Linked DNA regions of Hordeum vulgare: region 2 is linked to region 1. The links are chromatin contacts, called in public Hi-C maps. All regions are on one chromosome and are shown on one strand. Each heading gives the region's core, a stretch centred on a gene start, on an enhancer-like site or on the middle of the called end of the contact. The rest is flanking DNA. Distances are from core to core; before and after follow the strand shown. Region 1 holds the start of LOC123446626 (ankyrin repeat-containing protein At5g02620). Region 2 holds the start of LOC123446627 (UDP-glucuronic acid decarboxylase 1-like).

Evidence for each region. A called contact is a pair of places that touch in the nucleus more often than the background predicts.
Region 2: a contact with region 1 is called in a Hi-C map of seedling, with 4 times the contacts expected there. The contact joins the promoter of LOC123446627 here to the promoter of LOC123446626 in region 1. A contact is called at or near these places in 2 of 6 Hi-C or Micro-C datasets (leaf and seedling) and 1 of 1 datasets of contacts at active chromatin or transcription factors (embryo).

The regions. Positions count from the first base shown.
Region 1 is chr4H:465,165,527-465,171,055 of MorexV3_pseudomolecules_assembly, forward strand. LOC123446626 (ankyrin repeat-containing protein At5g02620) reads right to left here and starts at 3,065. Exons shown (of 3, transcript XM_045123198.1): 1 at 2,978-3,065; 2 at 1,827-2,232; 3 at 180-1,696. The coding sequence starts at 2,163. The coding sequence ends at 411.
Region 2 is chr4H:465,531,103-465,536,631 of MorexV3_pseudomolecules_assembly, forward strand. It overlaps LOC123446627 (UDP-glucuronic acid decarboxylase 1-like), which reads left to right and starts at 2,382. Exons shown (of 7, transcript XM_045123200.1): 1 at 2,382-3,008; 2 at 3,195-3,342; 3 at 3,476-3,555; 4 at 4,228-4,311; 5 at 4,403-4,477; 6 at 4,604-4,696; 7 at 4,821-5,338. The coding sequence starts at 2,466. The coding sequence ends at 5,012. TRNAR-UCG (a tRNA gene) reads right to left here and starts at 2,218; the gene lies at 2,145-2,218.

The DNA.
Region 1 (5,529 bases), core at 1,815-4,314:
GGACTACACAATTATTTGTCAATTGATGCAGAGGCGGCGGAATCTTCTTTTTCTAAAAAAAAATCGGCAGATCTACCGATGTAGTCAAAAGTCTAGTTGATGACTTGAACATTGATTTGTGCTTTTGCTTACTTAATTTTCCTATCGTCGTATATTAATCTACACAAGAAGTGGAAAAATGAAGTGACAACATCGTTGCTACTGTTCTTCCTGTCGTCCGCCGTTCTAATCAACATTCAGCAAACGGCGAACAGCTTAAATGATCACTAGTAATGCACAATCAGCTGAGCTACCGGATAAAAATGTCAGCCGTGCTACGATCATCGCTACTCCTCTGGTCATCGTACTTACGTGGTAAATCAAGTACGTAATCAATGTTGCACGAGGGCGTGGGGATGAAATCATGATGATCAGATGGCGTACATCTTCTTGAACTCCTCGTCGACCCACTCGTGCTCCGACAGTCCAGACCCCGAGTGGGAGCGCGAGCGGCTCATGGACGAGCGCTTGATGTTGCGCATGCGCTTGGCCTCGATCCGGTGCGCGATGACCCAGTAGAGCATGGTGCCGATGGTGGTGACCAGGATGGTGGCGCCCATGATGGTGACGGCGACGGCCAGCCACCGCTCCGTGCGCCCCACGACGACGAAGGACAGCGCCAGGAACGCGACGCTGATGAGCACGCACGCCACCCACATGAGCTTGTTGATCACCGCCATCATCTGCTTCTTGGCCTTGCGCTCGATCACCACCACCGACGTCTGCACCACCACCACCGCCAGCGAGATGAAGAGCGCCACCGAGTCGAACACGAAGAAGATGATGAAGGGGGTCTCGTGGGCGATGTTGGCCTCGCCCAGCTCCTGCCCCGGCGCCAGGCTGTCCGCGTCCACGTACTCGCCGGGCACCGTGAAGATGGCCGCAAACGCCACCGTGGCGATCAGCACGGCCACCACCGTCGTGGAGTTGATGGCGTTGTTCAGCCCTTCCTCGTGGAGCTTGTTGATGCGCTTCTGGATCCCCTGCATCCGCACGCGCGTTTGCCGCGTCTGCTCCAGCTGCGAGTGTACCTCGTGCTTGATGTCGCTCACCTGCTGCTTCAGCTCGCGCGCCGGGTTGCCGCCGCCCGTGGGGCTCAGGGCGCGGGCGGACTGCACGCCGTTCTCCGCCAGCACGCCGGCCACCTCGCCGTTGCCCATCTTCTCCGCCGTGTCCAGCGGCGTCTCGGCGGCCCGGTTGATCGCCTTGAGGTTCGTGTCCGGCAGCTCGAGCAGCCGCTTGATGATCTGGTGCCGCGCCTTGCGGGAGGCGATGTGCAGCGCGGTGTTGCCCTTGTTGTCCGGGAGGTTGAGCAGCGAAGGGTCGGCGGCGAGGAGCGCGTCGACGAGGTCGAGGTTGATGCCCTTGGCGGCCATGTGGAGCGCCGTCTGCCCCTTCTTGTCCACCCGGAGCGCGATGCTCGGCTCCGCCCGCAGCAGCGCGCGCACCACCTCCACGTGGCCGTTCCTCGCCGCCGAGTGCAGCGCCGTCTTGCCGTTGCTCCGCGCGATCAGTGCCAGGGTGCCGTCTACCTCCAGCAGCAGCCGCACCACCTCCATGTGGCCCTGCGTCGCCGCGGTGTTGAGCGCCGTCGTGTTCGACGCGTCCACCGTCATCGCCAGCTCCGGCAGCGCCTGCAGGAGCTCCTTCACCACCTCTGCACCATGCATGCAATGCAAACAACATGACTAAAACATGAAGATGGCGGTGCGTGCGTGTGAGAGTGAGAGGATGAGAGAGGAGAGGACTAGACGTAGACGTAGACGGTAGACAATGGATGTACCTACCTACATCCCCTTGCTTGGCGGCAATGTGGAGGGCGTCGTAGCCGCTGCGGGCCTTGATGCCGGCGGTGGCGACGTCGTGGTACTTGACCATCTCGTTCACCAGGGCCACGTAGCCGTACTCGGCGGCGACGAACAGCGGCGTCTCCCCGGCCTGGTTCTGCTTGGAAAGCAGCGCGCGCAGCTCCTCGGGCGCTGCCCCGGACAGCGTCTCCTGCACGGCGACGAGCAGCCCGGCGCGCGCCGCACCGTGCAGCGCCGTGTCGTCCCGCTTCCCGGTGAGCTGCTTGGTCATCTTCTTGCGCCGCGTCGCCGCCTGCCCCGCCCTGGGCGAGTCCATTGCCTCGGCTCGGCTCGGCGGCAAAACCAGAGCACGCGCCACTCAAAACGAGGCAGCTAGCGGCAAGCCCTGCAACAATGAGACCAACACAACAGTCATGAGAGGCCATAACGCCATTCGTCGTCCATTTCCTCCATTCGTTTCCGGCTTTCCGCCCACTTGAGCGAATTCACCTACCAAATTCCAAATTATCCTACCATTCCCCACCCCATTAACCGCGGAGCCAAAATAAAATCTACCAAAAGGGAGAAAGGCAGTATGGAACAGCTAAAAGAGATGGACATGAACGAAAGTGGATGGTGAAGAAAAGCAAGTATGAACCAAACAAATTGTAAAATGAGACCCAGCTAGGTAGCGCCATGCGAGCGCGAGTGCCCTCCCCACCCCGTCAATTTAATTTGCCCACAAAAGGCGCCTCCATTCTCACACGCACGTTGGAAATCAAACTAGGCATCTATCTACAGAGAAAGGCAAGATCGCAATGCCAAATGCCCATCCTCTCTATAAAACACAGGCTAATTATCGAGAGAGAGGGGGAAAAAAACACAGGCTATACAATTGCAACCTCTTTCGTTCCCCACTAATTGCCACCTCAAGCTTTGCGATAAAGAAGAGGCGACGAGCGACGCCACATAGTAAAGGAAAACAAAGGGGATCCATCAGCCCAAGGAACCACATGGTTGGAATCCAAACCCGCATTACAATATGATAGAACCCCTAATTGGCACGGCGAGCCCACGAACGGGGATTGGATTGGGGCACACATGCATGATCGGCGGACGTGCGTGCTGCTGGCAGGAGCAGGAAAACATACCGGCGTGAGGAGCTCTGCGCCTCCATGTGAGCGGCCATGGGGCCCCCGGCCCGATCGATCCGCACGCACCAGAGGGAGGCAGAGCGGATGATACGTAGGAGAGGGGAGAGGGGACAAGGGCCGGATCGATTAGAAAATCTGCACTTGGATGATCAATGGATGGGCAGCCATGGAAATGGAATCATTCTTTTTTTTTTGTGTGTGTGTGTGCGTGTGAAAATAAAAACAAATCAGAAACGTTTTTCCTCGGTTTTATTCATGTGCCTATATTAAGAAAGCGATTGCCGGGACTGGAAGAACTGTGAGCTGTGAGGCAGTTGGTGATGCATGGTTCGGGGTGGCCGTCGATTCGGTTCTCGTTTTATGCCTCTTTTGTTCGTTTCTGGTGGTTTTTCTTCGCTGCGCGTGTGTAGTGTGTATGTGTGTCATCGTACTTTAGTTCCTTGTTTGGTGATGACCAGGATGAACTTTAAAAGAACGAATCGGAACGAGGGAGAAAGACGTGGTCATTGACCGTTGACGCGGCGATAGTGCTGCCTCATCCGGTGACACTGACAGTTACGTGCGTCGCGATCTCTGTGCGGGCATCGAACTTACCATCGCCCTTGCTTCAACTTATCATCGTTAATCCCCTAACAAAAAGGGCAGTACTGGACGCCCACGCACCGGGCCGAGCGCTCGGGTCTGTCGCAGCCCAGTCATCAGATCCACAGGCCGCATCGTTAGATCTTTCATGCATCAAAAATTTCTTGATGCTGTAAACTTAGGTCACCACGCAGTAAATTTTGTTCACGGTTGCAACAAAAATATAATTGTAGCAAAAAAATATCAATGTAGTCGTAGCAAAAAAAGAACGCCGATGATGCATGGTAGCAAAACAAAATGTAGGTTTTAGCAAAACAATTCGGTCAACTCGGGTTGCAACTCTCACGAACGTGTATGCAAATTTTTTAATGAAAGTTTGCAGCAAAAAATGAAACCGGCTGTAGCAAAAATTAACACGGTTGTAACAAAAATCGAACGCCGCTTGTAGCAAAAAAATCCAACAAACTCGAGTTGCAACCAAACATGGATGTAAATTTTTTTAATGATAGATTATAGCAAAATGAGAAACGGTTGTAGCAAATTTAAACGTGGTTGCAGCAAATCTGAATGAAAAAATGTTGCAAATCCGTGACCAGCCAACCGTACGGGCCGCGCGCGCGTTTCCCAACGAAAAAGGACGCTGCTACGCGTCGGCCGGCGTATAAAAAATATCTATCCCTTCAATGGTCGTTGAATCCCTCTAATGTTCAATGTCCCCTTTTTTAATTCCTATAACATGAGCAATATTACATAAACAATCACTTGTCCCGGTCCCGACAAACCTACGCCCAATGCGGCGCCCGACCCAACCGTCCAAAATCAGCCGCCGCAAGCGTGGGGGACCTCTCTGCAACATCATAACGCACCATATCGCGCGCCAGATGATGGGATCCGATGCAAATCTAGCTCATTGAGGGACCCTGCTTCAAGAACATGCACGGCTATCTTTCTCGGCTTCAAGTGTTGTCGAGGGGCTTCCACCGCGAGCTGGAGTTTCATCTTGGTTCATAAACCCCTCTGTGGTGTTTTCTGAAGCTCCATCGACCAAATCGCATCAGAAAGCCTCGGTGAGATTCTGTTTCTGAAACATTAACTCTCTTCCACTCTCAAACATGAAACAATGTGTGAAAAAATAGAGTAATGAGCCTTCAATTTTTTAGTTGCACGTGAACCTCCAAATTTTCTAAAACATTAGATATGTTCCACAGGTCCTGCCTGTTGTATCTCTCGAACATGAGCCTCCAAATTTTTAGTTGCGTTCTCCCATGTTTTGAAACTTGTTGTTGATAACAGAACAATGCCTCTGGTCTGGAAAATAATAGAAAAATAAATAATGTGTAATATGCCTCTCGTGTAATTTCATTGTGTGTGTTTTTTTTGAGAGTACGCCAATAACGTATCATATTTTTATAGAAGGCAAAATAGAGTTTACAAGACACCAATTAGAATGTGAATATTCCAATTGGCGGCTTACACGGACACGAGCAAAGAAACAACAAGCCTACTCTCTCACAAAAGGATCTAAACCTCCTACACCAAATCCGGCGAGCTTCCAATCCTTGATCTCTTGAGCATGAGCATGATCAGTTGCGCGTGTGTTTTCTCGTTATTAGTCCCGTTAAAAGCTTTGGCGTTTCTTTGCTTTCAGATCGCCCATGTAGTCCCGATCACGAATGATGCAAAGCCACAGAGGGTTCTCCCCGAGAAAGGCCTCCTCTTATCGAACCACCAGTCTCTGAACGTACCAGGTGGGGTGGGGGTGGGATGTTGAGGTTGAGGCTCTGAAAGCATCCGTGCCAAACTTCTGTCGCGTAAATGCAGTGGCACATGATGTGGTCAATGTTGTCTTGGTCTTGTAAGCAGGAAAAGCAAGCGGATGGTTGGTCTTGTAGCCCATGTGTGGCTCTCCTGTCAAATGTCCAAAGCATGTATTGCAATATGAGCCAGGCAAAAAATTTGCACCGTAG
Region 2 (5,529 bases), core at 1,132-3,631, 360 kb after region 1:
CAATGAGGCCATTCCTGGAAAAAACAAACATGATAATCCTTGCTAAATGAAGTTGTCATCATCATGACAACGTAATTTGCCATCTTGGACATTCGATCTGCCATGCTAGAAAATCCGAATTCAATTTGTAGCGAAATCCAACCAACTAAACTACATTTTGAGTTACTAGGCGTGTTCATGTGATTGGGATTAGTTCTAGATAGTTTGCATGTTGTGTGTGAGTATATCTTCAAGCTATATGCGGTGTCATGGTGCAAATTATTGCCAACTGCTTCAACTAAAGATTTTAGAAGAAAAAAATATCTCAAAAAAGGGAGGAAAAGATTTCAAAAATAACGACAAAGAAAAAGTAGCGACCACGATGACAAATCAAACTTTTAATGACCAATTATATTTTCCTGGAAATAAAAAACACGACAACCCTTGCTAAAGGAAATTGTCATCATCATGACAACGCAATTTGCCATCTTGGACATTCGATCTGCCATGCAAAAAAAGAACTGAGTTCAATTTGTAGCGAAATCCAACCAACCAAACTACGTTTTGAGTTACTAGTTTGAATGAAAGATTTCAAATATATATTCGAGCTATATGTGATGGCCTGGTGCAAATTATTTTAGCTGCTTCGGAAAAAGATTTTTAAAAAATCACATAAAAGGAGAGAGAAAGATTTTAAAAATAACATACAAAAAAGTAGTGAAACCCAACCAACCAAACTATGTTTTGAGTTACTAGGTATGTTTGTGTGATACAGATTAGTTCGAGATAGTTTGCACGTTATTTAGAAATATATTTCAAGCTATATGTGGTAACGTGATGCAAACTATTTCCAACTACTTCAAAGAAAGATTTCAAAAAAGAACAAATCACATAAAAAGAGAGAGAAAGATTTATAAAATCTCTCCCTAATAATAAAGCAAATACGGTTTCTGGTCGTTCGTCTTGAAAATTACCCCTAAAGTTTGCATAAATTACCCACCATGCCACCGGTAAGTAATTAAAAACGTTTCACAAAGCGAAATTTTTTGGACTGGGCCGGCCCATGTAAAAAACTCCTATATTACGCTCTGCATGGTGGGAGAATTTCCAGCACACCATATGGGCCGACCCGTGCACACGCGCCTGCTTTTAGTTCTGTTTATTTATTTATTTTCAGTTCCATTTTATTTTTTATTTTAAATAATTTAGAACTTCAAATAATCTTTAATATTTTAATAAACTGAACATTATAAATCAACATATTAAAAAAATTAAAATGTTTGTGACTTTAAAAACTGCTCGGAGTTTTGTGAAAAATGCTCGCATATACAATAAAATGTTTGCAATTTTAGAAAAATGTTTGTACCATAAGAAAAGTCCATGATCTCAAATACAATTCCATGTATTAAAAATTATTAAAGGCATTTAACAAAATAATTTCTAATTCAAAATATGTTAATGCATTAAAAAAATGTCCTAAAATTTTAAAAATAGCTAATGCCTGTTTTGATAGTTTCTTTTTTTATTTAAAATTTTCCTTTCCATTTTTGTTTATTTATAATTTAAATAATTTAGAAATACAAAAACTTTTGCATATTCAAAAATATGAATTTTGAATCAAAATGCTGACGAATTTTTATTTTGAATTAAAAATAGGGTTCAAAAAAGCGCCGGATTTTTTTTTTTTTGCAAATTCCAAAACAATGTCCATAAATTTAATAAATATATTACTGATTTATAAAAATGTTTGTTTATTCAGAAAAACTTCATGCGTTTCAAAAAAATGTTTGTGAATTTAAAATAAAATCCTCCAACATCAAAAATTATGTTCGTCTTTTTTGAATTGGTCGCCAATTCGAAAGAAAATATTTAAACCCGTTCAAAATATAAAAAATATTCACGATTTTTACTAAATGTTTGTAAATTGTAAGAAATGTTCTCAATTTTAAAATTGTTCACATATTTTAATATTTTAAAATTGTTCACATATTTGTAAAATTGTTCACGAAAGATCTAATGTATGTAGTTAAACATTAATGCTTCTAAGTCTTTGTGACAATATACATGTATGTAGTTTGCACGTTGTCTGGAAATCTATTTTCAAGCTATATGTGATGGCACGGTGCAAATTATTTCAAAAGTAACGTACATAGATAAAAGAGTAGCGACCACAGTGGGAGTCGAACCCACGACCTTCTGATCCGAAGTCAGACGCGCTAATCCACTGCGCTATGCGGTCCTAGTTGACATTTACATCACTATACGTTATTAATACGCGCCCTCTAATGAATCCAGACGAGTTGGTAAACTGCACAGGAGAAAGGGCAAAGAAGGTTTCCACGCACGTGCGGCATCTGCGGGGAGCAGGCCACCACGGCGTTCCACGCCCACATCACACGTGCCGCCTCCTCAGTCCGCCCCCCTCACTCTCGCCTACTCCCTCCGCGCCCGCCGGCGAGCGGATCCGCCGCCGCCGCCGTCTGACCATGAAGCAGCTCCACCGGCAGCCCAGCCTCAGCAAGCAGCACCGGCCGCACCACCGCTCCTCCCTCTCCCGCTCCCTCGCGTCCTACCTCCTCCGCGAGCACCGCCTCCTCTTCGTCCTCCTCGGCTTCCTCCTCGCCTCCTCCTTCTTCCTCCTCTACCCCGCCCTCGCCCCGCACCCCATCTCTCTCTCCTCCTCCGCCCACGTCGCCACCGTCACTTCCGTCACCTCCGCCAACGCGTCGCCGCGCCGCCTCCCCGTCGGCGTCCGCAAAAAGGCCCTGCGGGTCGTGGTCACCGGGGGCGCCGGCTTCGTCGGCAGCCACCTCGTCGACAAGCTCCTCGCCCGCGGGGACAGCGTCATCGTCGTCGACAACTTCTTCACGGGCCGCAAGGAAAACGTCGCGCACCACCTCGCCAACCCTCGCTTCGAGCTCATCCGCCACGATGTCGTCGAGCCCATCCTCCTCGAGGTCGACCAGATCTACCACCTCGCCTGCCCCGCCTCCCCCGTCCACTACAAATTCAACCCAATCAAGACCATCATATCCTTTTTTCCCTCTCCACTGTATTCGTTTGCTTTTATGTAGAAAGGATTGCTTAAATACTAGTAGGTCAACAATGGCCTGGGAAAATTGAAGTGTTGTGCCTGCATTGCCGAAAAAACCTAGAGTTCTCTGTAGTTTTTGTTTCGATACTGTTCCTAATAGGTTCCTTAACTGATACTGCACAAGACCAATGTGATGGGGACGTTGAACATGCTGGGACTGGCGAAGAGGGTCGGTGCCCGGTTCTTGCTCACCAGCACCAGTGAGGTGTACGGTGATCCTCTAGAGCATCCTCAAAAGGAGAGTTACTGGGGCCATGTCAATCCTATAGGTGTGCTAATTTTATCTTGAAAAGGAGAAAACATTTGTCATATGCAACAAGCCCAATAGTAGTATATTTCAACCACTGCCCATTTCTGTCTGCCCACTCCATTTTGATATGTGTCATTTTTGCCAATGTGCAGGTGTAAGGAGTTGTTACGACGAGGGAAAGAGAACAGCAGAAACTCTGACCATGGATTACCATCGTGGTGCTGGTGTTGAGGTAAAGCTGCGGTTGCTGAATCGTGGTCTCAGTCAAACTATAGACTTCCTTGTTGGCAATGTCATGTGTTGCCTAGAATTAATTGCACAGGGCCCCTCAACATATATTAATTGTGTATGGCTCAAAACTTGTTATATGATCTGGTAAGATGTTGCAATAAAACCGGGCAGAAATCATTATGTATCTGAGATGGTATTTGTAGGTAATGTTTCAGTAATTTCCTTTTCGAGTAAGTGAACTTGAGAGGGCCCAAATGCCAAATATTGGACCCATGTGCTTCATGCTGTCCTTGTGTATGTGTGTTTATATGTACTGCATTTTGGGCAATCATGAGCAAGACAGATTGTGCCATGTGTTCGTCTTAGATGATATCTTTTGCCAGAAAAAAGTACCTTTGTGATGTATGGGAACTCATTACATGTAGCTGCTTTGAAGTAAATACACACAGTAATGAGTGTAAAATTAACTGTTCTTGAGTTTGAGTAAAAGGTCTTCTCTTGAGTTTCTTAAATGGATATTCAAGGTATTGCTTACATATTTTTAACTCGACAGAGTGAATCAAAGAGGGACAGTGCATTTGGCAAGATTCTGCTTATGAGCTGCTTTATCTGTGTTGTATTACAGTCTTACATTTCTTAAAGATCAAATTGACAAGGGAACTGTTTCCTTCAGGTTAGAATTGCTCGCATATTCAACACGTACGGCCCTCGTATGTGTTTAGATGATGGCCGGGTTGTTAGCAACTTTGTTGCACAGGTTTGTCTTAATTCATAGCTCTTGTTCTTACAAAAGGAGGATTACCATAGAAAATCTGCATTACTCAATATCCATTGTCCCTCATTTCCAGACTTTGCGAAAACAACCAATGACGGTTTATGGTGATGGAAAGCAAACAAGAAGCTTTCAATATGTTTCAGATTTGGTACTTGACTTGTTCATTTTTCCTTGACTAAATGTGGAAGCAGCAACTTGTGTTTTGTTGTTCAAAACTGCATCGATGCCTTATGCATTCGAATCTTAAAATCTTTAACCATCTGTTAATGTGTAGGTTGATGGGTTGATAACTCTGATGGAAAATAAGTACATTGGACCTTTCAACTTGGGAAACCCTGGGGAGTTTACCATGTTGGAGCTTGCTCAGGTCTGACCTTGATACTGAAACTGACTGACCTCCAGTTCTTGTTTGAACATAAAGTGGATTATTATCATTATCATTATTATTATTTTACCTAAAAGGAATAACGTTTCCGCACTATATTCCACAGGTAGTGAAAGAGACAATTGACCCAAGTGCCCGTGTTGAATTTAAACCCAACACCGCCGATGATCCACACATGAGAAAACCTGACATCTCAAAGGCCAAATCTCTTCTCAATTGGGAGCCAAAAGTCTCGCTGAAGCAAGGCCTGCCCCGTATGGTTTCGGACTTCCAGAAACGCATCTTGGATGAGAAATGAGGGGCAGGAGTTACCAAAGTCGAATCTGTATTATACTTCACGTTCACGGAGCATTTTTTAGTGCCTTGGCAAGCTCGGCTGCGGGCGTATAGATCACAGATAGCTTACCCAAGATTCATCTTCCAGGCAACTCCTTAGTGACATGTGTTAGTTGGTTTTAGTTTCATTGATCATGTCAAAACCTAGCCTTTGAGAGAAGAGTACTAGGAATTTTACACATAAATATAGCCTCGCCTTTTCTTTTGCTCTGAGTGATATTCTGCAACTCATCCGGTTTGTGTTTATAGGATTTCATGATATACTGTAGGGCAGAAAATAGGTGCGTACTTTGCTTGGTGTGATCTGTGTTCTGTGACTCATCCTGACACAATTTTTTAGGATTTCATTTCATGTGACTCAGGATATCATAAAGGTACCTAGTTTTTTTTCACAAATTATGCAGATATGAGGAAAACAACTACTCCCTCCGTTTCAAAATGTAAGACCTTTTAGAGATTCCACTAGAAGACTACATACG